2 separate regions of the Sus scrofa genome follow, and region 1 is linked to region 2. A link is a contact called in public HiChIP or PLAC-seq data. All regions are on one chromosome and are shown on one strand. The core of a region is the stretch at or near the end of the contact, and the rest is flanking DNA. Distances in the headings are between cores, read along the strand shown. Region 1 overlaps SLC7A2 (solute carrier family 7 member 2). Region 2 overlaps MTMR7 (myotubularin-related protein 7).

The links. HiChIP or PLAC-seq counts read pairs in DNA pulled down with a chosen protein or histone mark.
Region 1: a contact with region 2 is called in an H3K27ac HiChIP or PLAC-seq map of skeletal muscle. The contact joins two enhancer-like sites. A contact is called at or near these places in 1 of 47 Hi-C or Micro-C datasets (brain) and 1 of 2 datasets of contacts at active chromatin or transcription factors (skeletal muscle).

Annotation. Positions count from the first base shown.
Region 1 is chr17:5,228,872-5,234,574 of Sscrofa11.1, forward strand. The region is part of intron 1 of SLC7A2 (solute carrier family 7 member 2); the gene reads left to right. Among named protein-coding and RNA genes, the nearest start is that of SLC7A2, 40 kb to the left of the region's middle. Within about 2 kb of position 2,185, at least 3 of the 83 cell types and tissues checked have an H3K27ac peak or open chromatin away from gene starts, as enhancers often do. A contact at or near this core is called in skeletal muscle, where this site is marked.
Region 2 is chr17:5,060,176-5,066,107 of Sscrofa11.1, forward strand. MTMR7 (myotubularin-related protein 7) reads right to left here. Exons shown (of 15, transcript XM_003134197.6): 4 at 2,040-2,150; 5 at 1,994-2,037. Among named protein-coding and RNA genes, the nearest start is that of MTMR7, 59 kb to the right of the region's middle. Within about 2 kb of position 2,061, at least 2 of the 83 cell types and tissues checked have an H3K27ac peak or open chromatin away from gene starts, as enhancers often do. A contact at or near this core is called in skeletal muscle, where this site is marked.

The DNA of each region.
Region 1 (5,703 bases), core at 935-3,434, 170 kb after region 2:
ACCATTGGAAAGAATATTTTCGTTCTACATATTCACGATTTGAAGGAAAAGGGAGTGTTTAGAAATCTTAAAAAAAAAAAACCAAATAAACAATCTCTAGAATATGAAACAAGGAAGTAGCCAACAGTCATCATTGTAATGATTAGTAGTAGTTGTGTTTTCTTCAGATTCTTCAGTAAATTATCTTTACACTCACAGAAAGCTGTCCTAGAAAGGAGAACTGTAGGAATGGCAGGTCCTAAGGGAGGTATAAGTGATGTTCCAGAAGGATTTGTTTGCCAGGGATTTAATTTGACAACGAGCTGCTTACCTTAAAGGATCATGGTCCAGTTCCACCTTCTGCCTGCCTCACTAGTGATTGGGTGTGTGCCAGCTCACGCTTGGTGTGCATTAAGCAACTCAGTGGTACTGGGCCGTGGATGATGAAACACTGCTTTGCTGCTTGTAAAGAGGGACCTTCCCGCAATCGGGATTTGTTGAAACCTTCCTGTGAAAGATTCTTAAACAAACTTGGTTTTTGTTGATATAAGATAAATGAAATGGGGAGGTTGTGTAGTAAGAGTTTAGGAGGTTCAAAGAATTTTCACTTGCCCTACTTTTTGGTAAATATCATAAAGTGTCTCTCGGTGACAAGGAAATAATTTGCTTAGAACATTCTCAATGACCCTCTAGCGGACTCAGTCTGTGTACCCTAGATTTTAAAAAATCAGACTTCTGAATACTCAAGAGAAACTGTGGGTAGAACTCTATGGACTGCAAGTAACCCTAAAAAGTAATACCATTTGGAGAGAAGAAAAGACAAATGGAGTTGGCCCTCTGTAAACGCGGATGCCCAACATGTGAATACAGAGGACCGATTATGGGAGTTGAGCATCTGGGGAGTTTGGTACCTGTGGCTAATCTGGATTGGATCCCCTACAGATATGCAGATATGGAGGGATGGCGGTATGGTCACCATCCTTGATCAGAATATGAATACTCAGTGTGAGGAACCAGAAGGGTTCATTGTGCTGTCACTGGAATTCATTTGAGGGGCTCAGACTTAAAAGATAAAGGAATAAAATGCAAATCTATGAAAAATAGCCACGGAATGTTTGCTCTTATCTTTTCAAAATATTTAGTCATAAAGGTGGGAGAAAAGGGACCTTGGAGGAGTGGCAGTAGGTGACTGAGGGAGGGCTGATCTGCTTTTGGCTTTAGAAGAGTGGCTTTCTGACCAAAGGGGGAGAACAGAAAGGGAACCTGAGGCTCAAGTTAGTGGGAGAGAACATAGCTGCTTCATGCTATTTCACAATTTTAGGCCTGGAATACTTACATCTCATGATAATTAAATAATGAGCAGATATGAGGGTGGAGTGACCATCTGTCATTTTGGAGGCCCCCTGAAGTATAGGAAAGGGAGCAGCAGAAATTAAAGAGGCAGTTACTCTTCAAAATAGAGGCCACTATAGATCCTGGAAACCCCAGATCAGGGAGCTGGATATAGTTTACCAGCAAAATTCTAGGAATGTGTGGTGTGTACTTGGAAAAGAAGTAAGCAATTTCCAAAAGGTGTCATAAGTTCACCAAGAATAGTTTTGCCTGAGAAACTCCATACCCTCTTTTCACAAGGCTATGAGACTGATGGGTTTTGGAAATTTAAATGTAATATATTATCATCTCAGCAAAGCTTTTAATACTGTATGTTGTGATAACTTTAGAGTAAGCTGGAGAAGAATGTGGATCTTCCATTGTTTCCATGATGTACCCCGAGTGTTGATTAATGGGTTGATGCCAGCTTGGAGGGACATTCTTGATGGCATGCCATGGTACTCTGTCCTTTGCCCTGTCACGTTTAACAGTGTTTATCATTTACTTGGGTTAAGATAAAAGTCATGCTTGCTAAATTTGCAGTGACATTGGAGTTCCCATTGTGGCACAGCAGAAATGAATCCAACTAGTATCCATGAGGATGAGGGTTCGATCCCTGGCCTCTCTCAGTGGGTTAAGGATCCGGTGTTGCCATGAGCTGTGGTGTATTAGGTCACAGACTTGTCTCAGATCTGGCATTGCTATGGCTATATAGATAGTCTATGTATATATCATTGAGAAAAAAAATACCTGAGGGTTTTAGTTGATGACAAACCAAGTATGAGTCATTTATTCACCTAACAAATGTGTACTGCACTCCTCTCTATGTTTTAGTCCCTGTGTGTACACAGGGAATGCAGCATGCGAGTAATAGATAGACCCTGTTTTCCAGAAACATTTAGTATAAAGGAGTATACTAGTTCTCAAAGGTTTCCATAAAAAAGTACCACAAACTGTGTGTCTTAAAATAACAAAAAATGTATTGTCACACAGTTCTGAAAACTAGAAGCCCCAAATCAAGGAGTGGGCAAGGCCATGCTCCTCTGAAGCCTTCAGAGAAGTCTCCCTCTTCCTCCTCTGGCTTTGGTGGTGGCTGCCAATCTTAAGTATTCCTTGGCTTGCAGCTATGTCACTCCAGTTTCTGCCTCTGTCATCACATGGCATCCTTCCCTCGGGTCTGTGTCTTCATGGGGCATTTTCCTCTTCTTATAAGGCAGTAGTTATATTGGATTAAGACTCACCCTAAAGAGCTCACCTTCATCTGATAACACCAGCAAAGACCCTGTTTCCAAATAAAGTCACCAAGTAAGGTACCAGGGCTTAGGACTTCCAAATATATATATATATATTTTTTAATGAATAGAGCACAGTTCAACCCATAACGAGGAGTTAAACATGTTTAACCAAGTGGTTGATTATGATTACGATAAAGAAGAAGTTCCATAAAAATACAGCGTGCTATGAGACCAAGCCATGGGGCGACCTCATCTAGCCTGGGGAGGGGTCAGGAGGATGGGGAGCGCTCCATGCAAAGGGGAGAGGAGTAACTTTCCCGAATGAAGAGACAGCTGTTCAGGAAGCCTGAAGGCAGTAGAGACTTGGAGGTCTGAGGATGTTAAGAGGGAGCCCGGGTCGTGCAAGCGTGTGAGGAGTGGAAGATGTGCAGAGGAGATGGCGAGGGGCTGGATCTAGAAGAGCTCTGCACTCTGTGCTGCCTGGGTTTGAGGCGACTCTTCAAAACAAAACAAAAAGAATAATAGAAGTATATGGAATGGAGATAATAAATTAGACCAAATGTCTAATGTACCTGTTTGACCACATGTGGAGCGCTCTGTCTTGTTGGCAATGTCATATTTTAAGTTTGAGGTTATTAGTATGGGTTTTATACTTTGTTTTTTTTTTTTTTTTTTTTTGTTTTTTGCTTTTCCAGGGCCTCACCCACAGCATATGGAAGTTCCCAGGCTCAGGGTAGAATTGGAGATGCAGCTGAGGCCTACACCACAGCCACAGCAACGCCAGATCTAAGCCGAGTCTGCAACCTACACTGCAGTCACAACGATGCTGGGTCCTTGACCCCTGAGTGAGGCCAGGCATTGAACCTGAGTCTTCATGGACACTGTTCAGATTTGTTTGTGCTGAGCCACAATGGGAACTTCCTGGGTGTTGTACTTTGAGTGAATGTATTTATCTGAGTGGAGGGAAAGCTTTGGAAAGCAGCCACTTGGAATTACTTGAATGAAAAGACTTTCTGTTTTTTTCTTGGGGCAGAATTAGACCAGTGGGTAGAAGTGACAGGAGGACTTCATGGAAGAAAGGTCTTCCAGCAACGTGAGCTACACAAGGGGAGAGCTGGAGCCCTGGGGAGGATAGCCGCCTGTCGGACATGAAAGGTTCTGCAGTGAAGGTGGGCTGGGTGGCTTTCCCCTAAGCCCCTGTGCAGCAAGGCTGGGGACAGAGGAAGAGACTTAGAGTTCTGAGGATGCAAAAGGAAACCCCTTAAGTATCCACTAGTGGTTCAGATGTGATAAGATTTCTAAGGCACATTTACTTTATAATTAAAAAGTAAGAGCATTAAAAGGGCTTTAAAATTCAGTGTCATTGGAAGATTGTGAAATAACTCAATTCTAAAATGTCTTTGTAATACAATGTTACATGTCAGTTATATCTCAATTAAACATAAATTTGCAGAATTGTTTAGAGGCATTTATCTTTCCTGACCCTCCGCTGTCATCACAACCACTATCCTTAACCTCATGTCTTTGACACCCATTCATTCCTCTCCCTGATGTTCTCCCAGCTGCCCTCACCTGACTTGTTCTATTGAGCTTGTTTCTAGGGATCAGTTGCCAGTCATTTATGTGAGGCCAAATAAATCCTGTTTAGAAGTGATGGTATTTAAATGTGTACCTTTTGTTTTATACCAAACAGTTTTACCTTCCCTGGTGGGGAGGGAGCAGGAGGGCACATCACATAACAAGTGTCCGTCCCATCCCAGTGCCATGGGAACCAGTCCCTTTGTATTCAAAGAAACCCTGACTAGCTCCTGAAAGTATATTTGCAAGGACTTCCCACATGCACTTGTGTCTCTTGAAAGAGACCAACTCATATTCCACACCTGCTCTTCTCAGCCTCTGCCTCTCTTCCCTTGCCCACTTCTCTCTGCCAGGCGGGTTTTCTCTAGGCTGTAGGCTCTTACTTTACTCCCAGCCTTCTGTTATATAAATCAGCCTGCTTCTTGGCTTTCCATTTGCTAGGTGTGTAGTGGTTTTTTTCTCTTCATTGAGTCAAAAGGAAAGCTTAGAAACTGGCAAATGAGGCAAAAGAGAACCTTCCTGCTGTCTCTGTAGTAGTTCAGAAGGCCTGGAAATGGAACCCTCCATTGAGGACAAGGGGGTGACCAGAAACAGGTCAATAAATCTTGTCCCCTATGTGTGGACAAGAGGGGAGTGTTCTAGGGGTGGTTGGACAGACTGGATTCTGATATTCCTGTGGAAGAGAGCAAGGGATAAAACTAGGAAGATCAGCTGAGATCAGATGGCAGAGGGGTGGCTTTAGAAACTCAGGCTGGAGTGTTAGAGTTGGAGAAGTTGGCAGGAGGCCCGTTCGATACAACTGATGAGCTACCAGAGAGTCGAAGCATGAAAATTCAGCTCATTCTGCACGTTTTGTAGCTCTCTGTTATTTAGGAGTATGTTGATAGACATTTCCACCGTACCATAAAATTACAGACTCTAGAAAATTCTCTTCTTGGCTCAGTGGTTTACAAACCCGACTAGGATCCATGAGGATACAGGTTTGAACCATGGCCTCCCTCAGTGGGTTAAGGATCCGGCATTGCCATGAACTGTGGTGTAGGTGGCAGACGCGCCTTGGATCCCGAGTTGCTGAGGCTGTGGTGTAGGCCAGCAGCTGCAGCTCTGATTCAACCCCTAACCTGGGAACTTTCATGCTGCAGGTGCAGCCCTAAAAAGCAAAAAATAATACAATACATACAATACAATAACAGACTCTAAGCCATGTTCGACCACAATAATTCTTCTACATATCTCTGCATGGCATGGTTTCATTTAATGTCAGGGTTGGGAAATAACAGTGCTGGTTTCCCAGATGAAGTAGGAACCAGAGCCCCAGATAGGTCTTTTTCTCTCTGCATTGTGGTTCTGACCACTCTGAAGATCAAATGGAAGCGCTCTTTGCTTTGTCGCAGCAGGAGCGTTAGGATGAAGGAAGTTTATCTTTCTCCTTGTCACATCCTTCTTATTTTAATACCTCGGGTGCACTGTGCTGTACTGTAAAACAGACATTAGAGAGGTTTTAGAGGTGGGAAGACTAAGTTACAGTTTCATTTTTGAG
Region 2 (5,932 bases), core at 811-3,310:
GTGTTAATTTTGGAAAAAATGCTGAGTAACTCCTGTTTTGCAGTCTCTCTAATGCAGGACATAAGTGACTAAATGTGAGTCATGTTTGTGGTGCTTAAGTCTAGAAGAAACCTCATCAAAAAGAGGCAGAACCGCTGTTTCCAAGAAAATATTATTCCATACGATGTGACTTAGCCCCATTTTCTTCCTCACCCAAGGGTGCATCATATTTTTTTTAAATGTTAGAGTGTTTTTAAATAAACTGGATTTTCTTTAATAAGCTTGGATTTTCCTTCATTTCAAGGCTAAAAATTCGCTGCAAAGGTTGGCCTTAGCATGGGAACAAACTATTACATTAGCCAGATACTTATAATGATTGAGACAAAAAGAACCCAAATGTCTACTCACAGTATAAGATTGTGATTGTTTGACATAAGTGCAATTACAAAGAAAATCCAGTATCATGAAAGTGGCCATTCTATCCCCAATAATCTCTAAATTCAAGATATTCAGGAGAAGGACACAGAAGGACCTGACCTATTAGATAATAAGATTTATAATAAAACTATAAATGACCATAATTAGTAAAAATGTAACTATGGAAATTGTATAGCATAAACTGGGACAAAAGTTAGCAAATATAACAAGATTTTTTTAAAAAACAATATGCTAAAAGCATGACACAAAATAGGAAACACTAACAAATCAAAACTTCTGAGGATTAAATGATACCCTAAAAATAATACATAAATATCTCCTTAAAAGGAGATTAGATAGCTAGGATATAGCCATACTATGTCATATTACATGTTTTAAAATGATATAAAATATATTTATTGACAGGAAAACATTCATAATATGCTATGTGAAGAAAAGTAAAATGCAAGGCATCTGTAATATGATTCCATTTTTGTTGTATATATTTGAACGGTTCTTTTTTCTCTATATTTTCCAACCATAAAGAATGAAATGCATTACCATGTAAGAAAAAAGTTATTAAACTGTGCAGGTGAGAAAAGAGAAACTGAATAAAACATTTAAAACCTACTAGAAGAATGTTAGGGCAATGGGATGGTGGAGGTTTTTTCTTCTTTCTCTCTTTTGAAAATTCTCTGCAATGCTTTTACTGTACTTTTATTACTGAAAACACTTGAAAAATTAACAGGAGACCAGAGTTCCCATTGTGGCTCAGTGTTACGAACCCGACTAGCATCCATGAGGATGCAGGTTTGATCCCTGGCCTCGCTCAGTGGGTAAAGGATCTGGCATTGCCATGAGCTGTGGGGTTGGTTGAAGACACAGCTCAGATCCTGCATTGCTGTGGCTGTGGCGTAGGCTGGCAGCTGCAGCTCCGATTTGAGCCCTAGCCTAGGAACCTCCATATGCTGCAGAAGGGGCTCTAAAAAGCAAATAAATACATAAATAAATGAAAATTAATAGGAGAAGCAACAGTGATTTGTGAGTCCACCATCAGGAGACTATGGAATCAGTTTGGCCATGCATGCTTCCCTCCGCCTCCCATTCCCTTGTAACTGCAGACGTGTTTCCCCACATTTCTCTGGGGAAGCCTCCTGGTGACCTTGTGTACCAATCAAGAGTTCAGTGAGTACAGAAACGGGCTGGTGCCAAACTGCCATCAGAGCCTCTGTGACATCCCCACTCATCACTCACTGGGCTATAAAAAGACTTGATGGGAGAGGGAGGTGCTGGCCAGCTCTCCCCTGAAATGCCTGGCTGAGAGGGTGGCTTTGGGGCCTCTCCAGGTTTCCAGTCCTTCCACCATTAGAGGGGATGCTCTCTAAGGCTGCTTCGTTCAAACTTCCTGATTCCAGCTGCACGCAGGTAGGGAACAGAGCTGACCATGACCGAAGGACACTTGGAAATCCACATATTAGCACCTAGAAAGAGCTAGCAAAACTAAAGGAGATGAAAGAGGAGTCTTGCTGAGCTATGTGAAAATCATGTTTTCATCTGGATTAAGTATCTGCATTTCACTAAATGCCTCCGTACTCACTCTGTAATCTCTGTTCACGTCGCTGAGCTGCCAGTAATTATCGAGGAGCCCATTCGCTTGTATTCTTCACTGAGATCGATGAGCATCCAGCCTTGTTCCCTTTCTTCCCTATCCAGCTTGGGGTTGAATGAAAAGCAGTATAACTCCTCATATTTCACTGCAAGAAAAGGGAGAAAAAAGTCAAGCTAGGTCAAAGCCAAAAGAAAATCTCCCTCAAAGCATCCTGACTGGGCTGGAGAGGCCAGCCTAACTCCTCACCCCTGGACTCTTCCGGGGCACCCCATCTCTGTGCTGGGGCCACCCACTTCCTCCCAGTAAAGACAAGAAGACCTCGGGCAACCGAACTCAACTCTGCAAGAGCTTCTGTCCTTTTGGAACATGGCCTTCTCTATTCTGTGCTTTTCTGAGTTGCTTTTGAAAGCAAATATATCTTCAGACCACATAAAATATGGAGCTTAAAAGATGAAGAACATACATGTAGTTACAACAGCTAAGACATGGAAGTAACTTAAGTGTCCAGTGACGGAAGAATGGATGAAGATGGTATGGTCCATATATACAATGGACTATTACTCAACCATAAGAAAGAATGAAATAATGCCATTTGCAACAACACAGAAGGACCTAGAGATTCTCATACTAAGTGAGTAAGTCAGACAAATATTATATCACTTTTATGTGGAATCTAAAAAATAATACAAATTAACTTATTCACAAAACAGAAACAGACTCACAGACATAGAAAACAAACTTATGGAGACCAAAGGGAAAGAGGGGAAGATAAATAAGGTGTATGGGGTTAACAGATACACACCTCTATATATAAAAGGGATTAAACAACAAGCACAATGTATAGCATAAGGAACTGATAAACAGTATCTTGTAATACCTATAATGGAAAAGAATCTCAAAAAGAATATATAGGAATTCCCACTGTGGCTCAGTGGCGACAAACCCGACTAGTATCCATGAGGACCCAGGTTCGATCCTTAGCCTCACTCAGTGGGTTAAGGATCCTGTATTGCTGTGAGCTGTGGTGCAGGTCACAGACGTAGCTGGATTCCCGAGTGGCTGTGGCTGCGTCGTAGGGTGGCAGCTGCAGAACCCCTAGCCTGGGATCTTCAATATGCAAAGGGTGTGACCCTAAAAAGATAGAGAAAAAAGGAAAAAAAAAAGTATGTGTGTGTATAGCTGAACCACCTTGCTGTACACCTGAAACTAACATAATATTGTAAATTAACTACAGTTCAATTTTTTTTAAAAAAAGAATGTATTAATTCCTTAGACATCAAGAACTCAATTTGTTTATGCATGTCAAGCTGGAATTTGTGACGGCCTCTCAGAGGTACACAGAGGCCAGGCCATTGCCATGTTTTGCTGCTTACAGTGTTATAAAAAGAAATAACAAAACAGTTGAAAAAGCCATGGAATATATAAATGTTTGTACTGAAAACACTTGAACTTTTAACAACTCCATAAATGTCATAATTGTACTGCTCATACAGTATCTATCTATAGGATTCAGTAAAAAATATCAATTCAGAGTTCCTGATACTGAGGGGCAAGCTGAAGGATGACAGACTTCTCTCAGTTCTGCCAGGATAACTCTGACTTTCTGCATTGCCCTGTCTGCTCATGAAGCCAGGCCCGAGAGCCCTTCCCTATAAGATCGAGCCTCTGGAGTTCCTGTCGTGGCTCAGCAGAAACGAATCCGACTAACATCCGTGAGGATGCAGGTTCGATCCCTGGCCTCACTCAGTGGGTTAAGTATCTGGCATTGCCATGAGCTGTGGTGTAGGTCGCAGACACGGCTCGGATTTGGCGGGGCTGTGGCTGTGGTGTAGGCTGGCAGCTACGGCTCTGATTCAACCCCTAGCCTGGGAACCTGCATATGCTGTGGTGCAGACCTAAAAAGACAAAAAAAAAAAAAAAAGATTGAGCATCTGGTTTTCCTGCTCTGGCCTTGTCACACTGAGGGAGGCAACTGGGCTAACAATGTCCAACAGAAATATAATGTAAGCCACACATGTCATTTAAAGTGTCTTGTAGCCACATTAAAATAGTAAAAAGAGGAGTTCTCATTGTGGCTCGGGGGTTAAGAACCCAACATAGTGTCCATGAGGATGTTGGTTCAATCCCTGGCGTCATTCAGTGGGTTAAGGATCCGGGATTGTTGAAAGCTGTGGTGTAGGTCACAGCTGTAGCTTAGATCTGGCCTGATGTGGCTGTGGCACTGACCAGCAGCTGCAGGCTCTGATTTGACCCCTAGCCTGGGAATTTCCATATGCTGCAGGTGAGGCCCTTAAAAAGCAAAAACAAAACAAAACCAAAAACAGTAAAAAGAAACAGTGAAAATAATTATAACAATAGATTTGCCCAACAGATCCAAAAGATCATTTCAGCACACAGACTGTGAAACATTAATGTTTTATACATTTTGCTTTGTATTGTCTTTGAAATGCTGTGTGCATTTCACACTGATCAGCACATCCAGATGGGACCACCGAATTTCAAGCCCTTGGCAGCCCATGTGGCTAGTGGCCGACCACGGGGCAGGGCCAGTCTAAGCATACTTCTGGTGAACATAAATGTGGCTGATACTCAGGGAACCCTTGTTTCACTCCAGATTCTGTTCTAATGACCCAACTCAATGTCATCACGACAGGTGGGCCTCGCTGCAAAGATGATAAAGCTGAGGCAAAGGGAGGCTTTGGAACATCCCGAGGGTCACAGAGCTAGAAGATGGGTAGTCTGGCCGGACAGCACATGCTCTCACCACCACACTCACTGCTCCTCCAACCAGACCCCTCCTCCTTCTCCCCAGAGGGGCCCATTCTGTATATTTTCTGTCCTCGTTCCATCCCCCTAACCCTCCTATTTTTTCTCCAATAGACTTCTCCTCACAGTCCTCTTAGATCATGCCATTTATTCCTTAATCTTCTGATGGCATTCAGCACTCCTAAACATGTGTCTGGAGGCCCAACCAAGCATCTCACCACCATCAAGAGGCTGCAGTAACACAGGCAGCTGAAGGTCAAGCTCAGTGTCAGCTTCTTTTGATGACTATAGAAATGACTCATCTACAAAGATGATAAGGACTATATTTTAAGTATTAGACTTTTGCATGAGACATCACTCTTTCTTATAAAAAAAGAAGCAGGAGACTGGGATTTCTCAGTGAGATAAGCTGGGTTGTATTTCAGTCTCTCTTGATGTCACATTTCTAAACCTGAAAACTGAGCACACTGACGATTCAACAAAGAAGAAAACACACAGAGGCGCTTGTGCGTGTGCACACACACACACACACACACACACACATAGCATACACACTTCCAGTAAAAAAACAGTTTCTCATCATCTTAGCAAACTGAGCAAACGGCATATAAAACTGACAGCCTGTTCTGGGAACGGCTGGCTTGACATTCACATATGTTTTCCATCTCTAAGTACCATTTTCATGACTCAGGCTTCTGATATCATAATGTTAACCGCAAATGCAATTTGTCTAAGACGCCAAAAGAATCTCCTGAGAAAGCCTTGGTTCCCTCATGAAAAAAGAGCTAAGGAGGATGGGGTCAAAATGGAAGTTAAGTTCCCTTTGTTAAACACCTACAAATAGGTTTAAAGGTAGAAGAAAAAAACCATGCCAAGACTATTGATCATTTTCTGTGGATGGGCTCATCCTTGTCATTGGGAAGAGGCAAAGAAAAAGTACATAAATTAAAAAATAACTTATAAGACATTAATAAGACCACTCTTACCCACTTCACTTCTAGGGACACATACAAATTGAAAGTGAGAGGATGGAAGAAAATATTTCCTGCAACGGGGATCAAAAGAAAGCTGGAGTAGCAATACTCATATCAGACAAAACAGACTTTAAAATGAAGAATATTTTAAGGGACAAAGAAGGTCATTACATAATGATCAAAAAAT